2 separate regions of the Ovis aries genome follow, and region 1 is linked to region 2. A link is a contact called in public Hi-C data. All regions are on one chromosome and are shown on one strand. Each heading gives the region's core, a stretch centred on a gene start, on an enhancer-like site or on the middle of the called end of the contact. The rest is flanking DNA. Distances are from core to core; before and after follow the strand shown.

Region 1 (3,429 bases), core at 216-2,715, 180 kb after region 2:
GAGATACAGGGCCCAGAGCAGCTGAAGTAAAGAGGGAGTTGTTAAAGGCATGACGCTTCACCACTGCGCACTTCCCCTGCAGCCCTTCCACAAGCTGTGTTGGTGAAGACCCTGCCCCCTCTGGCAGGGGAAGGGAAGATGGGAGCCTGTTGTTGGGAGTGTTTGTGCTCTCTGATTAGATGAACCCTAGAGGGTGGGGGAGGGGCACAAATTGGGGAGTAGGATACAACAGATGCTGTGTCTCCTGAGCTGTTCTTAGACCTCCCCCCACTTCTTTCCTTTCCTTTGACCGATGCTACCTGAGAAAAGCAATCATGCTCACTTCCCAGCATGACTGGTGCCCAGGGCAGAGGCTGCAGCATTTCCTGTCACAGGAAGCAGTGTGATGCTGGCGGCAGTGGCAGCCCCAGGGCGCTGAGCCACGAAGCAGCACTGCCGCAGGTTTCGATCTAGCGACCCCCAGCCCCGTGTCTGCCACCACACACACACGTGAACTTGGCCTGTCCGTCCACAGGAATACAGGCTGTGGGCCAAGAGCAGACCCTCACGCTAGACAATCCCGTGGGGAGGCGGAGCTCCTGCCCGGCTCTCCCCGCAGGAACTGTCCCTCAGACTGCTTCTCCCTGACCCCTTACCTTGTTTTTCACCGTGAGGAAGATTCAGGACTTGGTATTCCTCCTCAGTGAGCCCTTTCCTTCCCCCAGCCTGTGAGAGGGTAAACCTACATCCATGGTTGCTTAGACTAAAGCCCCACGGCTGCATCCTGTCAGTGAAACCTTCCGAGGGTCTCACCCTCCCCCTCCATCCCTGCTGTCGCTGCTTTAACTCATAGCCATTGTGTTCTGTTTCAGTAGACTTCTAACTAGTCTTCCAGTTACAGTCTCCCCCTCCCTTCGGCCATCTTACATTTGGCCACTGGGGTTAGCTCTCTGAAGCACAAGTCCTATTTCCAACACCTCTGGGTTACAACCCTTACCTGAATGTGCTTCGAATTCTTGACACCAGCTCTTTGTTTAATGTCCAACTCTCTAATAGACTGCTCATCCCATTGGGGTAGAGACCAGTTTTTTGTTGTTGTATACCCAGTGCCTGGCATAGGAACTGGTAAATGTTCCATAAATGTTTATTGAATAAATGAAGAGATGTATCTCATCCCCTAGTGCTTCCCCTACATAGCTCCTGGGCCTTCCTTAGCACCTTGAATTATTTGTCATTTCCTGAATGTGACATATATCTCTATGCCATTCCCTCTACTTGAAGTGTTCCAACTCACCCTATCCTTGCCCAGGAATTAATGTCCTGGATCTGGTTTAGTGAAGCTGTGCACATTTATCTCCTCTTGACCAACCAGAGATCACTGACTTATCTGCAGCCATTACCAGAAAAGCCGGCACGTGCCTGCAGCCCTGGCCTAGGCTCCAAACTGGGGCCTGTACCACGCCCAGACGCTTGAGCAATCTGATCTGGACATTTGGTAATACCTAACTATGACAGAATGGAGTAGTTTTCGGCCAAGCCTATCAAAGTACCCCTCAACCAGGGGAAGGCCAGGAGAGCATTGGCATCTTCCCCTCAAATTTCCACTGGTTTGAGGAGAGAGAGTCAGAGACCAAATCAGCAACTGTCTCAGATTCCTGGCAGGACACAGTTTAAGTGACCCTGAAGCCGTAGGTGGATTTGCTTACTGGCTTTCCCACTCAGGGTTAGCTGACAGGCTAAAATGTAGTTTGAATTCCCAACCAACTGCTTTTTCCCTGCCACTCAGGAGTGTCACCTTCTGGACCGGGTGTGGTGGTCATGCAGCTGAATGTCCCTAATGGACCCCAGCCTCCCCAGAACCCGCCCATGGTCCAGTGGAGTCACTGTAAATATTACAGCATGGACCAGCGGGGTCAGAAGCCTGGAGACCTGTACAGTCCTGAGAGTAGCCCCCAGGTGAGTCCTGCAGCCCAGCTTTATCTTGGCAGGGAGGTGACCAGAGTCTTTTCAGGAAGCAATCTTTACCATTGACCATGCAGCCTCTCTTACTTGTGCACTCTTTTACCCTGGACACTTTTCAGAAGAAACACAGGAAAGAGAGGAGGGAGCATCTTCTTTCAAGGAACCTAAGACCTAAGGTGGCAGATAGGACGCATGTTTAAAAACGCTAAGGGAATACGTAAAACAGGTTGTCAGGAAGTGAATATTAAAATAATACCAACTAATTAGGCACCCCGGGGGCCAGTGTGAAGGAGCACTCTGACTTTGACAGAGTTCAGCAAGAGAAGCTTCCTGAGAGAGGTAACTTTCAAGCCGAGTCATAGGAGCAATCCAGAGGGCAGAGTCTGGTGGATATGTGATGTGTACTCCGCTCTCTCCCACAGGCCAGCACACAGATGAGCAGCAGCCCTGTCACATCTCCTACTCAATCTCCAGCACCCTCTCCTGTCACCAGCCTCAGCAGCGTCTGCACAGGGCTCAGTCCCCTTCCTGTCCTCACACAGTTCCCCCGGCCTGGAGGTCCTGCACAGGGTAAGGGTTCAGTGAGGTGGGCTGCTGTCAGCTGTCAAATTCACCCGTTGCATCCCATTCCCAAGTGGGGAGATCAGGAAGGGAGCAGTAGACAGAGAATCACTGTGGCTGGCCCTCCCGTTCGTGGAAGCCAGCTCTTCCTTTAATGTCCCTGCTTGGGCCAAAGACACACCCCTCTTTAGTGCTGCCCATAGTTACCTTAACTCTAGATCTCCTTTACGTATTTAGTATTTCCTTTCAAGTCCCCAAAGACTGTGAGCCAGGGAAAAGAAGTTCCCTGAACTTTCTAATGAACAGCAAAGAGTTTAACCTATCAGTACTGAGTCTGAGGCCTGGGAATATGGGGTGTGTCAGAAACAGTATGGTTTTAGAAAAGGGAATGCTGGATTTGAGTGAAAAGACGTGGGTTCACCCCCAACTTACTGTGACAGACAGAAGCTTAGAACAGCTGCTCGTTGCTGTCTTTTCCCTGGTAGACACCAAAAGAGGGCTCAGCTGTGACTGTTGCAGGCAAGGAGGGAACGTCCTGGCACTTCTGCTGTTCTTTTGATCAGAATCACAAGTTATAGGAGTCTGTTGAGATGCCACCCAGCTTGTGGGAGTCCTGCTCCCTGCACCTGGGCAGGTGGGGGACATGGCCCCTTCCTCCAGCCTGGGGTGGGTGAACCAAAGAACCTAGTCCCAAGCCACCGAGCCCCAGATGACCACGTCCCTCCCATGATCAGGAAACCAGAGGTCACCTTCCCACAGAAACTTTATTTTTCACAAATCTCAAGTGCAGAATATAGATGGCCATTTTAAAAAGCACAGTCAAATTTTTAACCAAGAATTTACAGGAATTAGAGTTTTATAGCTTAAAAACATACCGCCAATATTTTCAGAAATAACTCAATTTCTTAAAAAGTAAAAAAAAAAAAA
Region 2 (3,384 bases), core at 242-2,741:
GAGAGAGAGGCCTTCGGGCAGTAGGGACACAGCAGGAAGTACCCAAGGGCCAAGGGTTGTTGGCCTTGAGGAGGCTGAAGACAGCGGAATGGAAGGAGGCGGCGATGCCGGGGCTGCCAGCCAGGTGGGGGGGACACTGGCCACTGCAGAAATTCAACCGGTACCCCTCGGGTTGCAGGATCCAATCCCGCCATCCCAGCTCCTGGAAGTCTACATAATGGTCTCGCCGACAGCATAAGGGGGTCGCCGGCTCACAGCTGGGGGTCCTCCTCCTGGCCCGGGCTGCTCCAGGCCATTTGGGCCGAGTCTTAAGTTCCAGGAAGGGCCGCTGCTCTCCCGCTGAGTCCAGGAGCTGTGGGGCGACAGTGCGGTTGCCTTCTAGGGAACTGCAGTCCAGTCGGAGTTTCAAGACACCAGACTCCTCACGCTTCAAGCCGCTAGAGGGCAGAGTCAGGGCGTGCCAGCCCGGGGTTGTCAACTGGTGCTCAGCCAGAAAGACGCGGGACCCTCGGCCTCTCCTCCTGCCCCCCCATCGGAAAATCCTCAAGGAAAGAGGGCCGGGAAGGGTGGGGAGCACATGCAGCCAGAGGCGAGCATGATACAGGTGATGGGACCGAGGAGTGGACAGGTGGAAGGTGAGCGTGGAGCTGCAGGTGGCGGTGGAGGAGTCTGCCAGAAAGATGGAGAAGGGATTGGAGAATGTGAGCGGAGATGATGCTGTCCCGTGAGACTCCCAAGAGCCCTGCCCGCCGCTCTCGCCAGCTCCCAACTTCGGAAGAAGCAGGGACTCCGAGGCCAGTCCGGCTCCAGTTCCTCCTCTTCCTTCCAGACCCGACTCCCTCTGCTCCTGCTATCATTGTCGAGTTCCCCTTCTGCCTCCCTGCCCTGTCAGCTCTCTGCCTGTCTCTCCTTCACCCACCTGTGAGGACTGCAAAGCTGATGACCTGCTCCCCATTCGCTGGAGCCACTCTTCCCCGCTGCAGTCTCCGGAGGGCTCTGGTGAGCACAGCCGGGGGTGGAGGATGAGTCATCCGGGGACGACTGGTCAGCTGTAGTCCCTCGAGGATTTGCTGCTTGGCCAGCTTGAGGACCAGAGCTCGCTCTGCTTGGGGTGCCAGTGTGGGGCCCCCACAGGACGGACACGCAGACCCTGCCACCTGTGCCCACACCAGTGCCCACAGCAGCACCAGTTGGAGCTGGACCTTGTGGAGTCCCATGGCCTTGGTGGTGAACAGCCCAGGGTCAGGTCGGGGGCCTTGGAGGACCGTTGCTCCTCCTGTCGAGTCTGGCTGTGTGGAGGCCAATGAGGAGGACACGGCAGCTGCAGCCACCAGTGCCACACCTACCCTTGGCCAAGGGTAGAGCCACCTGTCTTCTGTTGCCTGGAACTCAGGAAGGCAGACAGTGGATGGTCCAATGGGTAGCGATGTTCAGTGCAGTCTGCCAGTTCGACCCTCACAGCTCATGTCTGACTACTGACCGGGGCCTCTCTGGAGCCAGCAGCCTAGGGCTCCCTCACCTAGTGGTCAGCAGGCAGACCTACCCTCTGAGCCCCAGGATTGGCCAGCTGTGCTGCCCATCAGGCCCCTGCCGTGGGTGGAGGTTCCCCCCTGGAGCTCAGGTTTCACCATCTGGCCCTGGTCACGGAGCTTGAGGTAGGGGTGGGGGGGTGGGGGGCGATGTGGACACGTATGATGCAAGAAGGAGGAGGATTTCACAGGCTCAATCCCCAAGGTCTGGGGCTCGGGGGAGGGAGCTCCATGTGAGCAAGGAAGGAAGGTCACTTCCCCCCATACCTCCAGTCTGTCTAGCTCCTGGCCTCCACTGTTGCAGCAGTTTCCATGAGGCAGCTGGGAGTCTCAGTGGTTATTTTTCTGGGCTAGAAGGAGAACTTGGTTCTTTTTGATTTCTAGCAATGGGGCTGGGACAAGGGCGAGAGGCCGGGGGGCTGGCGGTAGGAATGGAGTCCTCTTGCCCAGGCCAAGGTGGCAGTGTCATGGGGCACAGAAGTTACCTCCTGACCTTGCCTGTGCTGGCTGCCCAGAGTCCAGTTGGACCAGAGCACAACGTGGACGAGGGCTGGAGCCTGGGCGGGGGATGGCATGTCACTGTGATGTCTGGGGAAACCTGGAGAGGTGGGGGTGGTGGTGATGCAATATTACATCAGGGCAGAGTCCATCAAGGATGGCAGAAGGGCATGAGACTTGGAAGGGCCTGTCCCAGACATTGGTTCTCTTTCAGGGGACTCCAAGAGCTGCCTAGATTTGGGGTATCCTAGGAGTGGTGCCAGCCTTGGTTAATGATGGGACATTGAAGATTTATGAGCTTTTAAGAACAAAACATAGCCAGTATAGCAACCTGAGTCCCAACCCCAGCCTTCCTTATCACACTCCTCACTGCCTTTAAATGAGAGGACCAAGGCCTCATGTCATCAGCCTTTCTCCTTATGCCCCAGTTTCTTCAAGAAGCTGGGAGGAAGTGAGTGTGTTTTGGGAAATGGGCCCCTATTCCAGTTTGTTAATCTCCCGGCTATTCAGCCATTGGGGGCTCTCAAGATAGACTGCTAGATTCTGGCACAGGGGAAGAGAGGTGGCACTTTGGGGGCCGGGACTCAGTACCGCCAGTGTCCACCATGTGGCAGTGCTGAGCCGCTGGACAGCAGAGGGCTTAGCGCTGACCAGCTTCCCAGGGAAGGGGCTGCTCTGGGATGTGGAGAAATTCAGAGGGCTTGCTTCCCCACCTCTCCCTCTGGGGACCCTGCCTCTACGCAAGAAGAATGAGAAGCTGGTGCCTCAGCTCTCTCCGCTTGCCGCTGCCGGAAAGCTGAGGCTGTCATCAGGACCACATCACTGCTACCTTCAGTTCAGTTTTGGACCTCATCCCTGACATGTGGCAATGGAGGGCAGTGATGGGTGCCATGCTACAGCACCTGTGGTGGGGAGGGGGCCAATGAGACTTTTAGACCCTCTCTCCACCCTGCCTTTCTCCCTAGATCTTGAGTCATATTCAAGTCCCTTTGGCCAGGGCTCTGCCGAGCTGCCAGGGCCCTCTCTGTTGGTCAAGCTTGTGAGTGACAGCCCTCTCACCCCCTGGGGTCTGGACCCTAGAACTGCAAAGCTCAGGTTTCTGCCTGTGGCGCTGTCTCCGAGGGCTAACCTGTGGGTGAGCCTGAGTCAAGGGAGCATCCAGAAGTGACTGCAGGAGTCACCAACCCCATTCCTCCCCTGACCTCTCTGTCAGGTGCCCCCAATTTCCAGCTCTTCTTACCCTCTTGCTGCTGTGCATGGCCTGCCCCTACCTCCCCAGTGACACTTACGTCAGAACCCAGCTATAAATATGCTCTTAGCATCTTAGTCACTTTTCCCAAGAAGTGCTCCCAGGTTA

What was found. A called contact is a pair of places that touch in the nucleus more often than the background predicts.
Region 1: a contact with region 2 is called in a Hi-C map of tail adipose tissue, with 3 times the contacts expected there. The contact joins the enhancer-like site here to the promoter of INHBE in region 2. A contact is called at or near these places in 10 of 16 Hi-C or Micro-C datasets (hypothalamus, liver, mesenteric adipose tissue and 5 more).

What each region holds. Positions count from the first base shown.
Region 1 is chr3:162,364,021-162,367,449 of ARS-UI_Ramb_v3.0, forward strand. It overlaps R3HDM2 (R3H domain containing 2), which reads left to right. Exons shown (of 26, transcript XM_060412920.1): 21 at 1,766-1,935; 22 at 2,364-2,511. All of the region lies in intron 1 of LOC121819133 (a long non-coding RNA gene), which reads right to left. Among named protein-coding and RNA genes, the nearest start is that of NDUFA4L2, 6.9 kb to the right of the region's middle. Within about 2 kb of position 1,466, at least 6 of the 54 cell types and tissues checked have an H3K27ac peak or open chromatin away from gene starts, as enhancers often do. A contact at or near this core is called in tail adipose tissue, where this site is marked.
Region 2 is chr3:162,183,510-162,186,893 of ARS-UI_Ramb_v3.0, forward strand. It overlaps INHBE (inhibin subunit beta E), which reads right to left and starts at 1,492. Exons shown (of 2, transcript XM_004006544.5): 1 at 920-1,492; 2 at 1-669. The coding sequence starts at 1,217.